3 separate regions of the Mus musculus genome follow, and all the other regions are linked to region 1. Evidence: chromatin contacts called from public HiChIP or PLAC-seq data. All regions are on one chromosome and are shown on one strand. Each heading gives the region's core, a stretch centred on a gene start, on an enhancer-like site or on the middle of the called end of the contact. The rest is flanking DNA. Distances are from core to core; before and after follow the strand shown.

Evidence for each region. HiChIP or PLAC-seq counts read pairs in DNA pulled down with a chosen protein or histone mark.
Region 2: a CTCF HiChIP or PLAC-seq map of CD8 T cells shows a contact between it and region 1, with 34 read pairs. The contact joins two enhancer-like sites. A contact is called at or near these places in 1 of 39 promoter capture datasets (the C10 cell line), 3 of 15 datasets of contacts at CTCF or cohesin (CD8 T cells, embryonic stem cells and pro-B cells), 52 of 484 Hi-C or Micro-C datasets (the C10 cell line, CD4 T cells, CD8 T cells and 23 more) and 5 of 115 datasets of contacts at active chromatin or transcription factors (CD8 T cells, T-cell acute lymphoblastic leukemia, astrocytes and 2 more).
Region 3: a contact with region 1 is called in a BATF HiChIP or PLAC-seq map of CD8 T cells, with 11 read pairs. The contact joins two enhancer-like sites. A contact is called at or near these places in 1 of 15 datasets of contacts at CTCF or cohesin (CD8 T cells), 1 of 115 datasets of contacts at active chromatin or transcription factors (CD8 T cells) and 2 of 9 other capture datasets (adipose tissue and liver).

What each region holds. Positions count from the first base shown.
Region 1 is chr17:78,163,439-78,168,492 of GRCm38.p6, forward strand. No RefSeq gene overlaps it. Among named protein-coding and RNA genes, the nearest start is that of Gm32282, 34 kb to the right of the region's middle. Within about 2 kb of position 1,998, at least 9 of the 459 cell types and tissues checked have an H3K27ac peak or open chromatin away from gene starts, as enhancers often do. A contact at or near this core is called in CD8 T cells, where this site is marked.
Region 2 is chr17:78,047,441-78,052,494 of GRCm38.p6, forward strand. No RefSeq gene overlaps it. Among named protein-coding and RNA genes, the nearest start is that of Gm32076, 60 kb to the left of the region's middle. Within about 2 kb of position 2,936, at least 3 of the 459 cell types and tissues checked have an H3K27ac peak or open chromatin away from gene starts, as enhancers often do. A contact at or near this core is called in CD8 T cells, where this site is marked.
Region 3 is chr17:78,243,384-78,248,437 of GRCm38.p6, forward strand. The region is part of intron 2 of Crim1 (cysteine rich transmembrane BMP regulator 1 (chordin like)); the gene reads left to right. Among named protein-coding and RNA genes, the nearest start is that of Gm41620, 35 kb to the right of the region's middle. Within about 2 kb of position 2,523, at least 68 of the 459 cell types and tissues checked have an H3K27ac peak or open chromatin away from gene starts, as enhancers often do. A contact at or near this core is called in CD8 T cells, where this site is marked.

The DNA.
Region 1 (5,054 bases), core at 748-3,247:
GTACCTTGGTGTCTACAAACCCCAAGACCTGTGTATAGTGACACCTAGTGGTTGCCCGAACTCAGTTCCTAGCATGACAGGCATGCCCGTGTAGCTGAAGGTTTTGTAAAGGAGGCATCTTTCCTCTATATATGCATAGGCTTTGAGTTAACCAGGTTGTTCATTGGCCTTTACACCAATGCCACAAAGTTAGGGCCACAAATGCACTCGATTTTAAACCATAGGAAATTAATATTTAATATTTACACAGCCCAGAGAAGTCACGGGAGTAAAAAGCAGCCATAACTGTGATGTGTCGAGAGATGATTTTGGCCAAGTCTCGAATCTAAAAGGTATAACATTAAACCAAAGCACAGTCTATTTCTCAACAGTTTCAAAGACCCAGTAGCATTCTTCACTACAGAGGTCGTTCCCAGGAATCCTTTCCTCTGCCTTTAACATCGCCCTAGGGTGGACCTGCCCAAGTGCTTATCGCTACTCTCGCTTCTTCAGGGGAAGTTAGAGGGGAGTTATCTACAGTGCACTAAGGAAACTTTCCCTTATCGTACGATCTATCCCTGGCCAGGAACCTTTTAAAACTCAGTGGTGTCTTGAAAGGGGGGTTGGTACTTCCTCTATCAAAAAAAAAACTGTCCCATGGAGTTGACTTCCTAAGGCCTGAGAAGGACTGCTTATGTAACATGCAAAGTAAAAGTGAGGACAGAGCCCTCTGGAATGTATCAAATTGAAGTCTTCTGTTACGTTTCACTTTGGGAATTACAGAAACGAGATATAATAAATATGGTTGGTTTGGTCACCGAAACATGTAATGAGGATAGAAGCTGGGAAATTATAATTGGATAAAAAATTTAAAAATGTGATGTGAGGACTTAAAGCATTTCATAGTCTGGTGGAAATATGGAATTGATTTTCCTGACCCCATAAACTAATTGACCCTGATTTTCAAGGATCCCCAGTCTTACCTTTGACCTGACATCCCTCCTTTTATTTTATATGTTTCGGGGTTGATAGTACTATTAATAATAATTATTATTATTATTATTATTATTATTATTATTATTACTACTACTGTGCTAAGGAGCGAACTCAGGGCCCTTTTCTGTTTGGTAACTGCTTTATCACTGTGTTGGACCCTGAGTTCAGGTGCCAAATAAGAATATTTCCTGTGGAGAGCAGATGAAGTCCAAGGCAAATGGATACTGTTGACCTGGGCATGAATCATGGGAATGCTGAGGCCTTCCTCTGCAACACTGACCAACAGCTGGCCTGTAGCCAGAGGCAGTATGGGTAAGAAGTACCCATTTAGCTAACCTGCCTCCTCGAGCATGCTGTATGTTGTAAACTTGCTGAGTATCCAGGCTGCTGGTGCATTTCCACTCAGACACAGAGGCACAGCCCACCCAATACCAGCACTCAATGTTGTTTGGGTCTGTCGCTCTTCATTTCTGGCCAGCCCCAGTCCCAGTCAGGTTTTCAGACTCAGCCCTGCTTTGGCAACTTCCCATCATAAAATTGAATGATAGGCCTGATTTAGAAATGTGTAAATCTCTATTGGCCTGACTATTTCACTGGACTTAGACCAGACCTCTCTAAATCCATTAGCTTATCAGTTGTTCAACCACAATCACACTGGACTGGTTGTTGTTGTTGTTGTTTTGTATTTTGGAGTTGTTTGTTTGTTTGAAATGGGGCCTCTCTGTAACCCAAGTTGGCCTGAAAATATCTATGTAGATCAAGATGGTCTTGAACTGGCAAAGACACACCTCTCTCTGCTTCCCAAGTAATGGTGATAAAGGCATATGCCACCATGCCTGACTACATTGGGTTCTTTCTTGATGGACATCAAAATTCTTCAATCCAAAGAGCAAATAAAATATAGACACTTTTTCATTGTGCTCTCTGAAGTTTTATGATTTTTTTATTAACACCTTAAAGCAAAATGTGTTAAAATGACAACCCAGTTTTGTCCTCTAGGGCATGTCTGACCTTGTGACATGACTCACCATGCATTACCTCAGTAAAATTCCCCACTTTAAAATGAGTGCCACACCTGCATCTAGCTATGCATTGAAAACAAATGGTTAAGGAAGATTTGTGAAGATCTTTTTGATAAATAATTTGAAATGGGATAAAATGGGATCATGACCATTGTTGGTATGGCATATTTAATCAATATACATTTTTGTTTTATGGGAACATACTTAATCACACATAATAATGTGTTTCACCGTGACATTTCATACACATAGATGAAATATTTTGCACATGTTTATTTTCTATTGCCCTTCCTTCTCCTGACTTCATTTCTGATTGCTTTATGCCTTCTAACTAGCCCTTTCACTTTCATAATGAGAGGTGGGGTTTTTGGTTGGTTGGCTGGTTGGTTTTAGTGATCTGGGTACAAATTCTAGTTTCTCTCCAAATTATAGAAATCCTTTGTCTTTTAATGAACTGGATACATGCATTGCCCATTTTTTTTAAAAAAAATGAAGATGAATTCATTTTCTCATCCCACATGAAGTAGACTTAATAGACTTTTAGCATGACTTTCTCCACAATATTACAAGGGAACTGGAGCCCAGGACAGGATATCATTTTGGAAACCACTAGTGTGTTTCTTATAACAGAAGCAAGTACTTTAACCTCAAAATTACACAATATCTCTTAGAAGTTAATGTGAGCAATAACAATACTTTTAAAAATTTCTATTGGACTGGCAGCCACTTCTTGAGTCAAGGAGATAAATTGAAAAGAAATGAAATACTAAATTCAACAAGTCCAACATCTCAAGAAGTATTACTTGGAAATATAAATCTGTACAAGAAATGTTAAAATAACCATGGAATTGTTTTTACCAGAAATGTTTAGAATGCATTTATACTCTACTGAGGAGAATCATGAAAGATAAATATATCAATTACTAGACATTCATAGATATGTGAATTCATGGATAACAGTGGTTATATTTGTGTATTTGTGGGGTATGTGTGTGCGTGTGAGTGTGTGTGTAGTATGTGTGAATTGTGAATATGTGTGAGTTTGTGTGAGTGAGTGTGTGTGTGTGTGTGTGTGTGTGTGTGTGTGTGTTATTTAAGGTCCCCCAAATAACTTAGAAAACATACAAGTTCAAACAGCTTTCTACCTTTTTGGACCATTAAGGTAATTCTTTCCTCCCTTATCCATGGGTGCTGCAATACAATTTTCCATGTAAAAGAAAGAGACTGTAATTCTGCCTTCCACTCCGCCCACTTCTCTGCTCCTCTGCTCCAACCTGTCTAATTCAAACAGAGAATGTCTTAGTGCTTAGCTGGCAGCGTGTTGAACTGTTGCCTAACTGTCTCCTGGATGTTTCTGGAGAAGACACAGAAGGCAGAACAGGCTGTTTAATGGAGCCTGTGGGTGGGTATGTGAACGCACATTAACTGTGTAAGTGCATGTCTGGAGGTATTCACATTTCCTGAAACATTACCACCTTGAAAATTCACAAATCAGGCTGTATATGACAGAACACGCCTGTAATTGTAGACTTGGAAGACTGAGGCACCAGAGGTTCAAAAGTTCAAGAGCAGCATGGGTCATAGAAGGAGACTGTGTCTCTGAAGATAAGACATGTTGGAGAGATGGCTGAGTGGGTTAAGGTGTTGCCTGTGGAAACTTACAGACTTGAGTTCAGATGGACAGCACTTACAGAAAAGCTGCTGTGACTGTATACATCTGTAGCTTTGTGGACTTGCAGGTCAATCTAGCCAAAATGGTAATGTAGCCCCAGGTTCAGCGAGCACACACACATACACACACACCTCAAATAATTAATATAAAAGGCAAAAGAGGAAAACACCCAATACATGTATTATACACATGCCCACAGAATGGGTGTCCTCACCCACTCACTCGTGTGCATTTGCATATACCGCAAAGACACATACACACACACACACACACATTGAATAAAATAAAATAAAATCCCAAACCATGGAGTTCTAAGATACTTTAAATAAACTATATAATAAGTGAACATAATATAGACAGTCAAAAAATATTTGAAAACTTCAATACTTCACGCCCAACAAGGGGAGAAACAACAACAGAAAACTAACAAAAAGACAGAAAACTTGAGCAGCCTAGCATTATAAACCAATTAAATCCAAATGATACGTATAGAACACTCTGGCCAACAATAGCAAAACATACAGTCTTCTCAAGTACATGGGCTACTCTCCATGAAGGACCACCATCCGTGAAATCATAAAATAAACATTAGTATATTTAAAATAACTCAACATAGTTTCCAACTGCAACGGAATGATATTAGAAATCAACAACAGCAGGGACTTTAGGAAAGACACAAACATAGAAATCAAACAACAAACTCCAAAATACATAGACCAATAAAATCATAATCTAGATAAAATGAACAAATTCCTACACAGACACAAGTTACCAAAACTGAACTGAGAAGTAGACTGTCTGAATAGTCACAGCAAGAGAAGAGATTAAACCAATTATTTAATCGAGAAGATGGCCTCATTTAGGAATTCCACCAAACTAGCAAGGAAAAAGGAACACTAATCCTCCACATTTTCAGAATCTGTTAGAGAGAGAAAGAGAGAGAGAGAGAGAGAGAGAGAGAGAGAGAGAGAGAGAGAGAGAGAGAGAGAGTATTCCCAGTGGGTTCTATGAGATTAGTACTATCTGATTCTAAAATAAATCAAGTCAAAACAACAAAGAAAAGCTACAGGCCATATCCCCATGATTATGCAAAAAACTTTCTTCAATAAAACTCTAGCAAACTTTGTCTTTGGAGCTGAGACGAAAGGATAGACCATCTAGAGACTGCCATACCTGGGGATCCATCCCATGATCAGCCTCCAAACGCTGACACCATTGAACACACTAGCAAGATTTTGCTGAAAGGACTCTGATATAGCTGTCTCTTGTGAGGCTATGCCGGGGCCTAGCAAACACAGAAATGGATGCTCACAGTCAGCTATTGGATGGATCACAGGGCCCCCAATGGAAGAGCTAGAGAAAGGACCCAAGGAACTAAAGGGATT
Region 2 (5,054 bases), core at 1,686-4,185, 120 kb before region 1:
AATTCATCTGTAAATAACAAAAAAACTAGGATAGCAACAACTATTCTCAACAATAAAAGCACCTCTGGTGGAATCACCATCCCTAACCTCAAACTGTACTACAGAGCAATTGTGATAAAAACAGCATTGTACTGGTACAGCAACAGATAGGTAGATCAATGGAATAGAACTGAAGACCCAGAAATGAACCCACACATTTATAGTCACTTGATCTTTGACAAAGTAGCTAAAACCATCCAGGGCAAAAAAGACAGCATTTCTAACAAATGGTGCTGGCACAACTGGCGGTTATCATGTAGAAGAATGTGAAATGATCCATTCCTATCTCCCTGTAAAAAGCTCAAGTCTAAGTGGATCAAGGAACGCCACATAAAACCAGAGATTCTGAAACTTATAGAGGAGAAAGTGGGGAAAAGCCTCGAAGATATGTTCAGAAAAAAAAAATCCTTAACAGAACACCAATGGCTTGTGCTGTAAGATCAAGAATTAACAAATGGAACCTCATAAAATTGCAAAGCTTCTGTAAAGCTCCTAGCTCAGCCTTGAGTCACAGGCCTTTCATTTCCAAGAACTTGCGGAAATTTAGTATCCTATTCCATCAACTGCCCTACACCCAGTTCCCTTGAGCCACAAACCTTCATCTTCACAAGTCTACCTCAGAACTTCTTTGGTGTAGCTCAGGAGAAGTTCTGGCCTCCATCTCGTAAAAAATCAAGATTTAAGGCTGGTAATATTTGCCGCCTTACTGTTCCTTCTGGCTTATACTATCCCTGCATCTAATTTTATAACACCAAGTATTTTCTACTTTTAATGCCTTTCTTACACCATCATTTTCTTCTTAGTCTCTTAGACACCAACTTCAGTATGAATTATAAACTCTTTGTGCTCCATGAAATTGGTTTCTTCTTTCCTGTCTCCAACAGGAAAGAAATATCTTAGAACCATCAACAAGTGACCAAAAGCTTGAAAATCGTCACAGATCCGATGTGAATTAAAGAAAGAAAGCAAAGATAATTCAGTGAGTTGAATGTCCTTATAGGATATTGATTTACTGACAATTGACTCATGATTTGGATCCTAATATTCTTGTTTCTACTTCCCAAACGCTGGGATTGCACACATGAGCCATTTTTAAATGCATTTATGACATATCTCCTGTCTTTCTGGATGCTGGAGGTGATGCGCAAAGCAAATGCTCAGCCACTAGACTGCACCCCAGCCCTGCACTGCCTCCCTTTACTTCTTCTTTCCTGGCTCACATTTAACTCAAATGGAAACTACACACCTAGCCTTTCCTGATCCCGCCCCTCTCTCCAATACCCCCGTAGTCTGGTCTCTGTAATTATTCATTCCAATTACCTTTATGAGCCTATTGCTAGCCCATTTCTCCTCTCAAGGCACATACTTTGACATATTTGGACTCATGTCACTCACAGGCAGCCCCCGCATATAATAGCTGCTCAGGGAAAGGTTTTGAATAACTGAGTCTCTGTGAGGCATTCACCATTATTCTAGAAGTTCTATAAATATTTGTACGTTATAATTTAATGTTATAAGTGCTTTAAATTATAAATGGCATCACATTTCGTTCCAGCAAAAGTGCCATGAGACAGTATTATCACCAGGGTAGGGGAGGAGATCACACAGAAAGAAAGAATCACAATGGGAATTTACATCCAAGTGACAGGAGTTCTAAGGTGCACTTCCCTCTGTTGTTCCCCATCGTTATCTGAGTTGTGGACACTGGAGGAAGCATCCTCCATCACTGTTTTCTGAAACAAGCCAAAATTTGTTCTCTTCTATGAATCAGTTGTCAAATATAAATGAGATTTGCTTGCAATGATCTAAGATATTGCATTTAAGAATCTAATTAAGAATGTATTTTTCGACTGATGTTCAAGGGACATTGGCAACTGGGGAGCTTCAGTGTAATTCCTAAGAGGTAATGGTCAAGAATCACTCATAACTTTCAGCACAAGATGCACAGCTGTGCGTGAAAAGCACTAACTGTCTTTCTGCTTATTAAAAAAATCTGGCTTATGTCAGCTGTTAGAATGGGCTGGAGATGACACAAAGATTGCTCTGGCCTCTCTACATGGCAACATCATGAATTAGGAGATGAAGTATAGTTCATACATGCACATGCATATAGAAAATGCCACCAGTGTGTTCTCTGTAGGTTGTTTTATAATACACTTACTATGTCCAGGAATAGAAAAGAAATCTGGAATCATTATGTCCAGCCATTTAACAGCAGTGTAGAGGGGACCAAAAGCAGAATTCACTCATCTCCAAATAGAGAAAAAAAATATATCAGATCAGGTTTCAGGACCAGGTGTCCTTTCCAGAAGGTGGGAAAATTAACAAACGATACTGCTGCCAAGGCCAGAGCCCACCTCTGATGGCTTGGAAAGTGACTCGAAGACACATGGTTAGAACTTGGGCTCCTAGTCAAGCCCCTGGTCCAGCTGCATGGCTCCAAGTTGGCATGAAAGTAGGAGACACCTGGAAAATCAAGGCAAAATCAAAACACATCTCTCGGTTAAGAGGAAATCAGGCGTGATGTTGGCTAGGAAAGGACAGATTCGCTGGACAGCTGCCTGGAATGGAAGTTGTTCCCTTGGCATCTGAGGTCACACTCCACGCTTTTATCCTCTGAGGTACGGGTCAACTCGGTCTATTCAGGTTCATCATTGTTAGGAGAGAATCGACTTTATGCACTAGTTTGAAAGTTTATCTCCGAAGTACTAAGTGGTAAGATGGTATGATTTAAAGGTGAGCGAATGAAAGAAGCCGCGGTTCTCGAGGGCATGCAGAACTCATCCGAATAGAAGGCCCATCCTCAGTAATTCGAACACCAACAATCTCTTTGGTGATGTGTGTCATACAGAACTTAGTCATACAGGTAGCTTCTGTCACTCCTCCTGAACTACTGTGACATTAGAACTTGCTCTGCCCAAAGTGACCAGTAGTTGTCCTCATTAGATAAGTAATCTATCATCCACACTAGCGGTTTTTGTTTGAAATAGAATCTTACTCTGTACCACAGATTAGCTTGAAATCATAGGCAATTCCCCTGCCCCAGCTTCTCAAAAGCTGGACCTACAGCCTACTCAGTCCTTAGCCACCATATCTGACTTAACATTTGGTTCTTATTATAAAGAAAAACTCATCTATTGGACTAATAGTAAGTACAAGTTTTTTTTCTTCCACTCCCTTCCCCCCCTCCCATTACTTTTGCTAAATAATATTTCATAAAGCACGATAGGTTGAAGAAAGGAACGTTCAGGACTCTGATGTATCAGAAGCCTCAGACAGCATGAGTTCCAACAGCAGAAGGATACCTCTGGGCATTGACCTGAAACTTAAGAAGAGTCACCTGAAAGTTCTGAGAACAGGCAGCATGCTGCAGTAAAAGCTTCCTAATTCCCTATACTACACAATGCTAAGTGCTTTATGGGCTGTGCCAGGAAAAAGTCCTTAGTTGCAAATAACAGCAAAGCCATTCAAACAGAAGGTGCAAAATCAAACAAGTTCATTGAAGACTTTTAAAGGATTACCCCCAAATGAAAGAAGGGTTTGATCTAACTGTAGGAACAGAATGGAACTACACATGTTTTCTGATCAAGATTAGCCAAATTGTGTTGCTGGTCAAAGCAGGTGAGTTGATGGCCATTCTGACTATGATCTCTAACATTTTAGACAATACCATCCCAACCTTCCCTACCTGCCACCCTGAGACATCTTCAAACTGTTTTGGTGAATGTTGCCCACCCACACAACAACTCCAGAAATTTTCTCTTTTAGGGTCTGAAACCAAAACACATTTATTCACTCTAAAATTAATGAATTTAGCATGGAAACTTAGAGTGGAGAAACTGCTCATTGTTGGGCCACACACATATATAAATACCCTCTAATGTCTTAAAAACAAAACAACCATAGCACATTCCGGTACATGGTGAGCTTACCCTTTCTAATGGTACAAGGAGAAATGTCAGGACATGACTATGAAGCGGAGCTTCCCCATAAGGATGTTGTGCAGAGATCACCACCAGCTTGAAAAAATATTGAAACCATTCCCCAGAGACTAAAAGTTGAATACATTTGGTTTTGCCTTCAACTGCATCTGACGATAGCAAGCCAAGGGTGAAGATTAGTGAAGCTACATTTTCACAACTTCCCATGACATTTTTAACTGGCTGGTTTCTTTGTAACACATTCATTATCACTATCTTGAGAGGAAGGAACACTGACTAAATTTCTGCATTAGCCCACAGACCACAGCCCAGAAACAGAAAGCACAAACGTCAGTCAATACAACAATGTAGACTTAATACTACTTAAATAAATCCACATTAATCAGTTTGATTAACAGTACAACACTAACCCAAATATACCTGTAATAAAGCAAACGTTCTTAGCCTAATTTGGCCATTTTTTTTTACAGAAACCTAAACAAAGACTATAACCACAAATTAAAGAATTTAAAGAAGTACAAAGCTGAGACTATCCATTTTCTTAGATATGTGAATTAAAATTTAAAGTCATATTGGCTAGCAAAAAATAAAAACAGAAAATGATCTATTTTGTAATAATTATATATGTATATGCAATATATGTAAAAAATTATATATATGCAATATATGCAAATTTTTTGGTAACATCAATGATTACAAAGAAAGAAAACTAATGTTAAAAACATCACACATTTATAAACATTAGACAATCTATATCAGTTATAAGTATTTCTGTACTTATTCTATATTAATTCTCATATGGCACCAGCATGTATGTTTTCATTAGCATAGATGCATCTTGCATTACTATATTCTCACACATGCATCTTGTGTGCTTTGTTTATATTCACTCCAATACTGTCTATTGTCACCCCACCCCCATTGCCTTCTTTTTCCTACACAGCCTCCTTCAAACACGGCATGTTCACGTGTGCATGTGTGTGTGTTTAAAATCTAGAATTCACTGTGTCCTGCTTCTTCTTTTTGAAGAATTGATAATGTGTAAGATAATTTTCAGATGCAAAACTGTTCGTG
Region 3 (5,054 bases), core at 1,273-3,772, 80 kb after region 1:
TGGCACCACATATTAAAGAGAAGGATAAATTCAGAAGTTAGAATATGAAGAGATCCTCTGTTTGTAATAGAGGTGGCCCTTTGCATAACCTACCTGTCTGATCCTAAAGTACGAGGGATGCAGCTAAAACCTCATGTCTTTGGATTTTTGTGTAAATTATACCGACGTCCTACATGGCATTAAATATCAGTGCCCTCAAAATATTCCCTAATGTAATATTGACTATAATGGGAACAATAACATTGTGACGATTGGCTCACAGGTCATAGAAGTAGCTGTACATAACTGTTGGTTATTCAGGAACTCCATGTAGCAGAGCTAAACTTACAAGGCTCTTCTAACAACTCATGAGTCTGTTGTTCTATTGACAAGAGGATAGACACGGGCTGTGTGTTGTACACCTGATGAGGTTTACCACACCTGGGGGACCCTTCGTGGCCTCTTCAGACCGCTGCAAAAACATATTCATCGATGATTCAACACATATATTTAATTATCTCCCTTCTCCTGCCCCCCGCCCAAAGGATAAGCTCAACATATGTGTCTTTTAGAGACTCAAGCAAGCGGCTTTTGGGGAAACCTTGCCCTCTCAACTTTAGGGCTTTAGTATTTGCAGGTTTCTAATTGTTAAGTCAGATTCTTCATTAAAAGGATTAAATATAGATTCTACTTTTCTTAAGTGAGTTAGTGCCAGGTTATGCTTATGATTGCATTGCTTTATCTCATAGACACTGTCTTAAATTTTAATTTTAAATGATTCCAATTAATATTGCCTATCAACTTTGGAACTGCTAGGTCTTCTTGTGGCCAAGTGAAAAAAAAAACATATTATCCTCACCTTCCAGATGGCACAAGGATCTCATTACTGTCAGGGTCCCCAATGGTTTCTCCTTTGGCTGCTTAAATGCCATTTACAAGTACTTACTCTGCTTACGAAAGACAGTAAGGCCTTTATGAAATTTAAAATCTGAATCACTGCCTCATTTTTTTTAATAAAGGCAATCATGAATTGATAATACAGTGTGCTGTTCTCTAAAAAAAACCCTTTTTTATAAAGAACTCGAAAATAAAACATCACACAGCAACATCAACTAGATTGCAGGTCTGTATAATGAACATCCACATAAGAGTATTCTGCTTTTTCATTTGGGGAAAATAAATGCCTACACACACACACACACACACACACACACACACACACACACATATATGGAGGTGTGTGTGTGGTGTGTGAGTGTGTCTTTAAATGACTTTAACCCCCATTTCATGATAGGAGAAAGAAAACAGAGTCAAAGTAAAATATTTGAAACAGTAGACTTTTAGCTTAGGTTAAGTCAACATTTTAAAACTATATACTATAGGTATAGATTTTTAGAAGAATTATTGTTCAAAACATGTTTGAGTTCATTGCCAATTTGATGGCCTGATAAGCGGCACAGGAAAAACAGAAAGGGCTCCGAGAAGGCGGAAACCAGTGTCAAGTATCTGGGAAATAAAAGCAGGAAGCTCCAGGAACTTGGCCTCAGACCAGTTAGAGAGAACAGTCGCTTGAAAACCACTCACGTTACCTGCATTCTGGCTGGGAGACATCATACAGTGACCTACCCTTCTGGGAGTTGTGGGTTCTCCTGCTCTTCAAGGAGATAGGAGGAAGTCCTGATTAAAGATGTTGTATCCCTTGCTAAGAGAAGCGTGGTAGGTAGGTAAAGAGGGAAGTTTTCTTCCACTGCACTGGGAATGACCACAGGAAGGACTTAGTGTCATGTGAACTTTCATTTTAACATTCGAGCAGTGCTTCCCAGGCACGTTCCATAGGCAAGGACTCTTTTGAGGTCCTGTGCCATTCAATGATTCTTCCCTTTCTTTTGTTCGGTCTTAACCTCTTTAAGAACATACACAACTACATTTTCCAGTCCTCTCTTATGTCCTAAGATGTGCTCAATTCTACCAACTCCCTGCCCATCCTTGTCTAACCCTCGTGTTAAAGCAACACTGGGCGTAGCAGAGAAGGTTTTTGCTTCACATGTAATATGTCTTATTTTAAAATGAACACACTGTGCGTTTTAAGAATACATCAGTTATTGTTGCTAAAAGACGAAATGCATCCTGGCCTCAAGCTAGGGAAGGGGTGCTCTTTCAGAACCAGCTTTCAACTTTCTGTTTGTACCTCCAGGAAGTGCTAACCAGATGCTGATCTAATGCCTGGCTTCAGCAGGTTTAGGGTTTTTTTTTCTCCCCTGAGTGGCTCTGGGCAGCCCCTCCTGTGTGTGTGGTTTCTAACTTGGCTGGAGATGACCTCTCAGGTTTTCCCAGGGTTCAGCGTGGGCTCTGTCACACGTTGCTGCTGAGTGGCTGCCTGGCCCAGCTGTGTCCAGCTGAACCCTAGCCCTACACACACACGCACACACACACAAAAAAAAAAAAAAACATTTTCTTCTATAGAATCCCAGCCCTCTGAGTGGCCACAGGGACAGCTAGGTGACATGAGCACTTGCTGAGATTCCCCCAGAGGGAAGTGGGAGGTGGTTCTTCAGTGCCTGAGAACAGACCGGCTGCTCTGAGCTGGGTCATCTCCACCAACCAGAGGGTGTGGACCATCCCAGGTTTCCTGAGCCACTCGCCGTTCAAATGTGTGCCCCATTCGTTAGTGTCATTCTTATTCCCAGGCCATTATCTGGTACCGTGGACACTTCACCCAAGTCAGGTGAAGTGTCCACAGTCTTTTTACTAGAGAGAGGAGGGGAGTCTATGAGAGGAAGCTCAAGCATGATTTTATGAGCACAGTGGCTTTAATGTGAATCTGCCTTCTGTCAAAAGCTGATGGTTTCAAGTGTCCGTATGGCCTGTCAGGGTAGGGAAGGATTTTTTGGTAGACTTATTTTATGCTTTTCCAGGCTTGCAGTATTGCATGTTTATTAGTATCTTGGTTAAGAGGTCATCTGGGAGGAACAGTTCCTTAAATATAGGTTTTCTTTCTCCTTCTCCTCTCCTCTCCCCTCCCTCCTTCTTTCCTTCCCTCCTTCCTTTTGTTCCTACTTTTTTTTTTTTGGAATGAAAATGGAAAGATCTTTGTGAATGAAAGGGACAAAGTTGAATGCATACAACTCCACACAGATGTGCCCCCCTCAGCTCCCAGTAAGAAGCTAGTTTCTCCCACTTGCAGCTGAAAGTCACCAGGATCAACCTTCTGTGGAGCGTGAGGGTGACTTCGTTCGTCCTTTTCCAGGATTGATCATCCCATCGTGTTCTTTCCAGGCTTGTGTTCGCCTCAGAACCCCAGCCTCACGTTTCGCTTTTTTTTAATACACTTTCTTACCATCTAGGAAGATGTTCACCCAGGCAGTGACATACTCAGGACAGCCAGATGCAAATGGAATGGCGCTGAGCGTGGGAGCTGAGGGAGATAGACATTCATGAGCAACAAAAATCAATTGGACGGAGTTTTAATTAGTTGCAAAGCCCTTCTGTGACTCATAGACAGGCTGTTTACCTCTAGATCTGATGTCTCTGTTCCTTGTGAAATGTGCGACTTTCTCAAGAAAGTCATTTCAGGGTTCATTAACATTCAACCTTTGGTTTAAAAAAGTTTAGAAATGTCCTACTCATAAAATTTGACACATCCCCTAGTACTTATTGACTGCTGCCACGCATAGGGTAGTAGCCTGGGCACTCAGATAATCTCTTTGGGTATGGGGTTCCTCTTGTAATGGTGTATGGGCGCTAAGACAAGAAGAGCAGCCCACATAAGCTGCTCCTGCTGCTGGAGTCCTGGGCATTGTCTTTTCTATGGCACCTTCCTGCTTTTGATTTGTGACCCCTGTTGCTCAGTGTTTTTTGCATCAGGAGGAAGTGATGCAGTAAGTGGTGACTGCAGAGCTGGGGAGGGAAGAGATTAACACAAGATGAATTAATGTGTGTGTGGTTTTCAGGGGCTGGACTGTTCCTCTGAATCAAGGATGTATTCTTTGTTTCTGGCTGACGACTTCCTAGTTTTCCAGCGGGTAGGGGAACCTTTTATTCTTTTCTCTGTCGCTGGAAGTCTTTTTTTTTTTTAATTTTTTTAATTTCCCGAAAAGCAAGTACAGTGTTTTCTGCTTATCAGCGGCCTTTCTTTTCCTGTTCCAATAACAAGAGAACAATAGAGGAATTTAATAATGTTTAAAGATTGATACCACTTTCGCCCAATGTATCCATATATTTGTCTGCAGATAAAAATTGAGGTTTTATGAAACAGAGGAAAGCATTTTGCTGGTAATATGAACCAAGAGCGTCATCTATGTCTCTCCATCCCCCCCTTTCCTTTCCCTTTCATCTAGTTCAGAGAATGAAATGGGTTTTATTTTTCTCTTTAAAAAAAAAATGTGTTCAGGATATCTGCTGTTAAAAGAACAGAAATTAATAAGATTGGTAAGTACACTGGTTGAGCTCTGCCAGAAGGGTCTGTAGTGGCATCTAGAAGACCTCCTAGTTTCATTTAATGTATTTATATTATATTATATTCTATTATATTATATTATATTATATGAGAGATTCTTATTTACTGTTCATAGACTTTTTAAAATACCAGCAATGTGTGTCTTTTCAACAGTGGATGAAAAGGCCACGAATGAGAGTTTTGGTGCAGTTTGTAGTGTGTGTGGCCTTTCAGATGATTCCTGCAAATTGTGTGTGTGTGTGTGTGTGTGTGTGTGTGTGTGTGTGTGTGTGTGTGTGTGTATGTGTGTGTGTGTATGTGTGTGTGTGTGTGTGTGTGTGTGTATGTGTGTGTGTGTCTGTGTGTGTGTGTGTATGTGTGTGTGTGTGTGTGTATGTGTGTGTGTGTGTGTGTATGTGTGTGTGTGTGTGTGTGTGTGTGTGTGTGTGTGTGTATGTGTGTGTATGTGTGTGTGTGTGTATGTGTGTGTGTGTGTGTGTGTGTTGACCTGTCTCTTTTTGGTCATTCTAGGAGCTTTGACCTCAAGGGACCTTACACCATTCTCTGGTGTGTGAAACGGAAACTTAGGTTCTCGGTTGTGTCTGATCCCAGGGCTTGGTAAGCAGTCAGGGTTTTAACC